2 separate regions of the Mus musculus genome follow, and region 2 is linked to region 1. A link is a contact called in public HiChIP or PLAC-seq data. All regions are on one chromosome and are shown on one strand. The core of a region is the stretch at or near the end of the contact, and the rest is flanking DNA. Distances in the headings are between cores, read along the strand shown.

Region 1 (3,217 bases), core at 454-2,953:
GTATATATACTTACATAATAATACATACATACATACATTCATGCATGCATATCCATCCTTTATTCCAACAGTTCTCAATTGGGGACTATTTTGCTCCCCCAAGAATACTGATTTTACAATGTCTAAAATCATATATAGTTGTCACAACTGGGATGGAGGTGTAACTACCAACCCATGGCTCGAGCCTGAGGATGCCAGCACGCATCTTACAACATACAAGGTAGTAGCCACAGCCAAAAATCACCAGTCCCAAAATGTAATAATGCTGCTGTTGAAAACCCAGATCTGGGGCAGGCACTGGTGGCACATGCCTTTAGTCCGAGTAAAGCACTTGGGAGGCCGAGGGGCTCATTGATCTCTGTGAGTTCGAGGCCCGTCTGGACTACAGAGCTAGTCTTAGGACAGCCAGGGCTACACAGAGAAACCTGTATTGAAAAAGGAAAAGAAAACCTGTTCTGCATCATTGTACTCTTAAAAAAAAATCCTGGTGTCACCCCCCATTAAAGAAGTGGAAAACCTGTGATTTAGAAAGACGTGGTAACTTTAATGCTGATTTAGAACAATTGCCAAAGCAAGATTCAAAACAGACCCAATTTCTTCTAAGCCCAGGGTATTTACACTATACCAAATCAAACATCTTCAAAACTTTTTCTGTTGGAGTACTGAGGAGAGTCAAAACTAACAAAATTTCTCCTACCGTTTTTAGCTTTTAGAGGACTACTGTGATCAAGTTGTTTCATCAAAGTTGTAGGTTGTGAACTAAAACGACACCAAATTCAGTATCTAGCCTTAACTAGTTTCCTATGATTGCTAGACTACTTGTAAGTGGAGAAAATATACTTTCAACCAGCACGGAGGTCAAGACCTGCCCCCTTAACAAGTGACACTTCGAGCTGTGCAGCGGTGCCTTAGCTATGACAGCCCCTTGGCGAGGACCAGCCCGGAAGGGCAGAGCACATACACTACAGACATCGGCTAATCAGAGACCAGTCCGCGTTCACCCACAACTCTCTCCGCCGCGAGTTTAGAGAACTGTCTTGCGGGCTTCCGCCCGGTACTAACTGTACCTACGCTGAAGAGGCAGCCAGGAGAACCTCCCCGCCCCTCAACTCTCTAGGTTCTAAGAAGGGGGCTGGGGGAAGGCAAAGACCACCGAGGCCCGCCTTGGGGTGGGTTTTGTTCTTGACACTGGCGGGATCTCCACCCCTTAAGTGACCGGCCCTAGGGTGGAGGCCCAGCCGTGGAACCCGCCGTCTCGGGTCCACGGGGAGGGATGGGCCGGGGTGTCTCGATGTCTACCGGTGGAGTCACGTCCAGCCCGCGGAACCGCGAGCACCGAGCCGCCTTCCAACACGTTGCGAGCTCGGGCTGCCGACCCAGCCGATCTTCCCCCGCCGCCTGCCCGGCTGGGGTAGCGGCGACCCGGCGGTGACAGCTGTCAGGCCCGCGTCCGCCGCTCCTCCCCTCCCCCTCCGCGGTCCCGAGGCGGGGTCGCCGAGCCGCCGCCTACCGGTATTGTAGACGTGCAGCTCGTCCGCGATGCCCTCGTTGCCCCCGCCGAAGATGATCATCAGCTCCCGGATGGCCACGGCTCGGTGTCCGTGCCGGGCGCGAGGCACCGGTCCGGTAAAGGAGGAAACCCGCCTCCAGTTGAGGAGGCTGGGAGCCGCCATCTTCCCAACCCCCGCCCCTCGGCCCACAATGCCCCGCGCGCCACGGGCTCCACGGCTCGTGGGGAGGACGAGCGCCGCCTCCAGCTGTGCGCGGGAGGCCCGGCACGTGACCCGCGGGCCCCGCCCCCCCAGCCCGTGGCGACGTGGCCCTCGGGGCTCCGCCAAGATGGAGCCCCTCCCGCCAACCCTGCCAACCCTCCTCTCTGTGGCTTTCAGTGGGGTGTTCGGGGAGGAGGTTACAGCTTTGTCCTTTAGGTCCACTTGGAGCATCTTCTGTGTAGGAGCGTCACGCCCTGGAAACTGTTATCACAGGCACTGGAGAAGAGCTGCCTGCCGTGTAGGTCCCAAGTGATGAGAGCACAGGGAGCGCCTAAGGCAAATCTGTCATCTCAAAGGAGGGTCTCCCAGACTGCAGGACAAGGACAGTGGACACGGTGGCTAAGTGCAGGGCCTGAGCACGGCTCAGATTTGGAGGTGACAAGCCTACACAGCAAAAGATAACCCCAAAGGTGATTTTCGGTTCATTTAGGTGTATTAGTTGTCTTGTTGCTGTGAAAAAATCCCCTGACAAAAACCTTTGAAGGACAGAAGGGTTTGTTTCCCCTCACTGAGAAGCCCATCATAATGAAGAGGCTTGGCTGGAAGTGGCTGGTGGAATTTCATCTGCAGAGAGCCACGGATGCTGGAACCGGGCTGCCTTATTATTTAGTCCAGGATGGCATCCCAGTTTATTTCTACCTTAATTTATTTCAACCTTACATCTATTCCCACCTTAATTAATCTGATCTAGATAACCTCATAGGCCTGCCCACGGGCTTGTCTCCTAAGTAAGTTTAGATAGTATCAAATCAGCAATATCGACCATCACAGCAGGTCATTATTTTCATGCGGAGGCTTCTTTTTATAGTGTTGTTAATATTCTTAGACAAAAAGACTAAGGGGGAAACCCTTAAAAGTTGCAAACTCAGTGTTAATTTGGAAAGAGTCTATTTTGTAGGCCTGCTATATCAAAGTGCCACAAGCCTTGTGCCTTGAAAGAGTTGAATGGCACTCAGGAGTAAGAGTTTGAGGCCAGCCTGGCCTACATGGTGAATAAACAGCCAGGGCTAAATGGAGAGACCCTGTATCAAAAAAACAAAAACAAAAACAAAAACAAAAACAAAACTGGGTTTGATTTCCAGCACCTACATAGCTGCTTACAATGGTCTGGAACCCTCTGTTCTGGGGGATCTACACCCTCTTCTGGCCACCACAGGTACCAGGTGGGTCTGTAGTTCATAGACATACCTGCTGGCAACGCACCTGTACTCATCAAAGAAAATCTTAAAAAAGAATAAACACATTAGAATTGTCTCACAGTTGGAGAGAAAGTCTGAACAGAACACCAATGTAGGTAACACGTGAAGGAAAGGTTGGACAGGGTAGAGAAGGAGGGTGAGCTGTACCCCTAAGAAACCAGCATTTAAAAGGTTATAACAGAAGGCAAAAGGGAACTGGGGACTTGTTCTATGGGTTTGGCTTTGAAAACCACTTCCACCTTTATG
Region 2 (3,217 bases), core at 255-2,754, 650 kb after region 1:
ATTGTTCCTAGCCACAAAAGTACAAATGATCTTGACTGGTGGCCATGGTGGCACCAAACACAGTGGGGTAAGCACTATTATATCAATCATTAATCAGGAGAATACCCTACACATTTGCCCACAGGCCAGTCTGACTCTAGCTTGTGTCAAACAGACCGAGTCTCAAACAGTACCTCTGAGACATCTCCCAACTCCCAAACACAAGACTTTTAACAAACCTCAATCACCTTAACCCTCAGTTTTCAGCCTGTGAAATGGGCACACTCACATGCAAATTTTTCAAAGTCTGTCAAGTTTAAGACAGAAGAGATGGCTCAGCAACTAAGACTTCTGCTCTAGTGGAAGAGCTGGGTTTGGTTCCCAGCACTAACATGGTGGTAAAAAATTATTCCTAGATCCTGGTGGCGACATCTAATGGCCTCTTTGGTCTTCTATGGACACCAAACACCCAACTGATAAACACAAATACAAGAAAGCCAAACACTTGTGTACAAGAAACAAATGTAGTAAATTAAAAGTACAGATCCCCATATCTCTTATATGTCACCATGGATAAAATGGCCAGAAATACACAGAAGTGGGACAAATATCGGTTGCCAAAACTATAAATATATAATAAAAAAAAAAAAATCAACGAATTCAATCAAAGGAGAGAAATTGCAAGATTGTAGACAAGAAGTCTCAGTATTATTGCAGGACACAATCTGAGCTATGGATTCAACAAACGTCCACTAAAGAGTCTAACGATTTCTGCAATGAACGACAGAAAGCCGATGACAAAAGGTCAGCATGAAAGAAAACATGAACACACAAGGCTGAATAAACAGCACAGTGACACCGTCTGGCTTCTAAGTTACCCTACACCTGCGATAAAGACTGTGCTGTTTGAGAAAGAAAGAGACCAACAAAACACGAGAGAGCACTCAGAAACAGCAACACAGTTAATGTAGGTAACCCAGTAAGTCTGGTCTTACACATGGGATTGGACCACGGTGGCATCTGCATGCGAATGTGTTAATAGCACAGACTTTACACCTGCGCAGAATTCACTGGAGATGGAGCCCACACCTGAATGGCAAATGCCAAGTGAAGAACTTCTAGAAGACTCTAGAGAAACTAGAGCTCTGCAAGTCAGAAAATCTGGCTACCGTGAAACCCGCGCATGCGCGTGCACTGAATGGTGCTTTGCACTTTGCGGACAGCAGGTCCGGCGTCCCAAGTTGTACGCAGGCGCAGAGAGGGGAACTAAGTCGATCAGAGGTCCCGCCTCCGCCTGGGAGATGAGGGGACCTCAGGGGGAACAAAGGGAATCACACCGGGCCCCGCGTCTCGCCGCCGGTTCCCGCACCCCGGGCTCCCGCAGATCCTCCCCGCGTGGGGACGGCGGCCCCGCTCACCATGGTGCGGATTCCGGGCTCACCCACTCTCCTCACAGCTCCTAGCAGCAGTTGAAAAAGCAGCACACAGAACCACAAGAGCTTCCCTAAGACTCACAGTCAAACCTGCAGCATGGTGGCGGAAGTGCCCGCCTCCGTTCTGACTGGCAGTCCGAATCCAGGCTCTGATTGGTTAATAAGGCCTCTGTGACAGGCGCTAACACTCTAGAGTCAAGAGTGCCTTACAGGGACAATGCACAGTGGTTTGCAGGGACAGAACTTTCCCAGAGCTGTGGAGATTGGCATTGCAGCTGAACTTGTGCCTGGATTGCAAAGTCATTCCGGCACTTCTCCTTCACACAGTAGGTATTTCCCCTTCTTCCTCCTGGGCACAGAATGTTAGGTCCTACAACCAGGGATAAAAAACTAAGGTGGGTACTTTATCAGCGCAGAGGCTGTCTGTCAACTTCTCCCTGCATCCCTCAGTCCATACTGCTTACAGAGTTGGCTGGCATGCCCCGACCCTACCCTGAACTTCTACAGCCCTGCTTCCCACAGCGGCCCTTCCCTTTATAATCCAACCATTTAGATTACCTAGGGGTGGGGATGTATTTTTATTTTTCATCTACCCTTTACATTCCCGATCTCTTGGTCTGCCTGAGAGGCTATTGATGGAGCCTAGTTGGAGCACAAGACCAGAGCATACTGGAGAGCCCAAAACCAAGGGATGATCACCAAGAACAGCGCAGAGTGCTACAGAGGGCAGAGCTGGAGATATGACTCAAGCCCTTTGGAGGAGCCCAGAAGATAATGTGTGTGGATCCCCAACATTGGAACAAGAAGGTGTGAAGTTGAAGTTGCCTCGGAGACTATATTAGAGATGCCAGAGCCATAGAATACCTGCCAAGGAAAACTGCTAATAGGAAGTGGAGCCAGCCAAGAGAAAGAATTGTGTTTCAGTCACCAAAGCTGAAAGGAGTTAGAGATTAGACATGAAAATGCAGAGTTTGGCGTTTCCCCAGCTGATTTCTGGTCTGGCTTTGGTCCAGTATTTCCTCACTATAATTTTGGACTGGTCATGTGCATCCTGTGATGTTGAAAATACACAATTTCCATTATGATTGAGATTTTTTTTCAGGTGATTACAGTTAAGAGATTGCATAAGTCTCAGAAGAGACTCTGAACTTTGGACTTTTAAACATTGTTGAGACTATGATATACTATGGGGACTTTTGCATTGTGGCTATGATGGCCCCTATAGACTTGTGTGTTTAAACAAGGATGTAAGGCCAGGAAATGGAATGTGGTGGTTTGAATGTGCTTGGCCCATGGGGATTGGCACGACTCAGGTGTGTCAATGTTGGGGTAGGTATGGCCTTGGAAGATGTGTGGCACTTAGCGAGGTGGGTGTTGAGGCTCCTATGGTCAAGCTTCATCCAGTGTGGGAGACTGCCTCCTCGTGGCTACCTAGGGAAGACAGCCTGTCCTGTACTGGGTACAATCAGATCAAGATGTAGAACTCTTGGCTCCTTCAACACCTTGACTGCCTGCTCACTGCTATGCTCCTACCATGATGATAATGGACTGAACCTCTGACAATGTAAGCCAGCCCCAACTAAATAGATTTCTTTATAAGACTTGCCATGGTCATGGTGTTTTTTCATAGCAATAGAACCGTAACTAAGGCACACACTCAACAATGCTTATGCCTTTTACAATAATTGAATGGTGTGAACCCAAATGGACAGGCAGTTGTACAACATGGCTCTCATGTGGCTATCACTAAAATTGTGACATCTGTTAAGGCATTCTTTCCTTGTGTTGTTTCTTAGAAAAAATGC

Evidence for each region. HiChIP or PLAC-seq counts read pairs in DNA pulled down with a chosen protein or histone mark.
Region 2: a contact with region 1 is called in an H3K27ac HiChIP or PLAC-seq map of embryonic stem cells, with 5 times the contacts expected there. The contact joins the promoter of Zfp873 here to the promoter of Hcfc2 in region 1. A contact is called at or near these places in 3 of 39 promoter capture datasets (embryonic stem cells, pre-B cells and stem cell-derived epiblast-like cells) and 2 of 115 datasets of contacts at active chromatin or transcription factors (embryonic stem cells and pro-B cells).

What each region holds. Positions count from the first base shown.
Region 1 is chr10:82,697,600-82,700,816 of GRCm38.p6, reverse strand. Hcfc2 (host cell factor C2) reads right to left here and starts at 1,703. Exons shown (of 14, transcript NM_001368720.1): 1 at 1,511-1,703. The coding sequence starts at 1,673.
Region 2 is chr10:82,046,410-82,049,626 of GRCm38.p6, reverse strand. Zfp873 (zinc finger protein 873) reads right to left here and starts at 1,504. Exons shown (of 4, transcript NM_001319203.1): 1 at 1,398-1,504. The coding sequence starts at 1,400. Gm46195 (a long non-coding RNA gene) reads left to right here and starts at 1,579. Exons shown (of 2, transcript XR_001779681.1): 1 at 1,579-1,738; 2 at 2,041-3,180.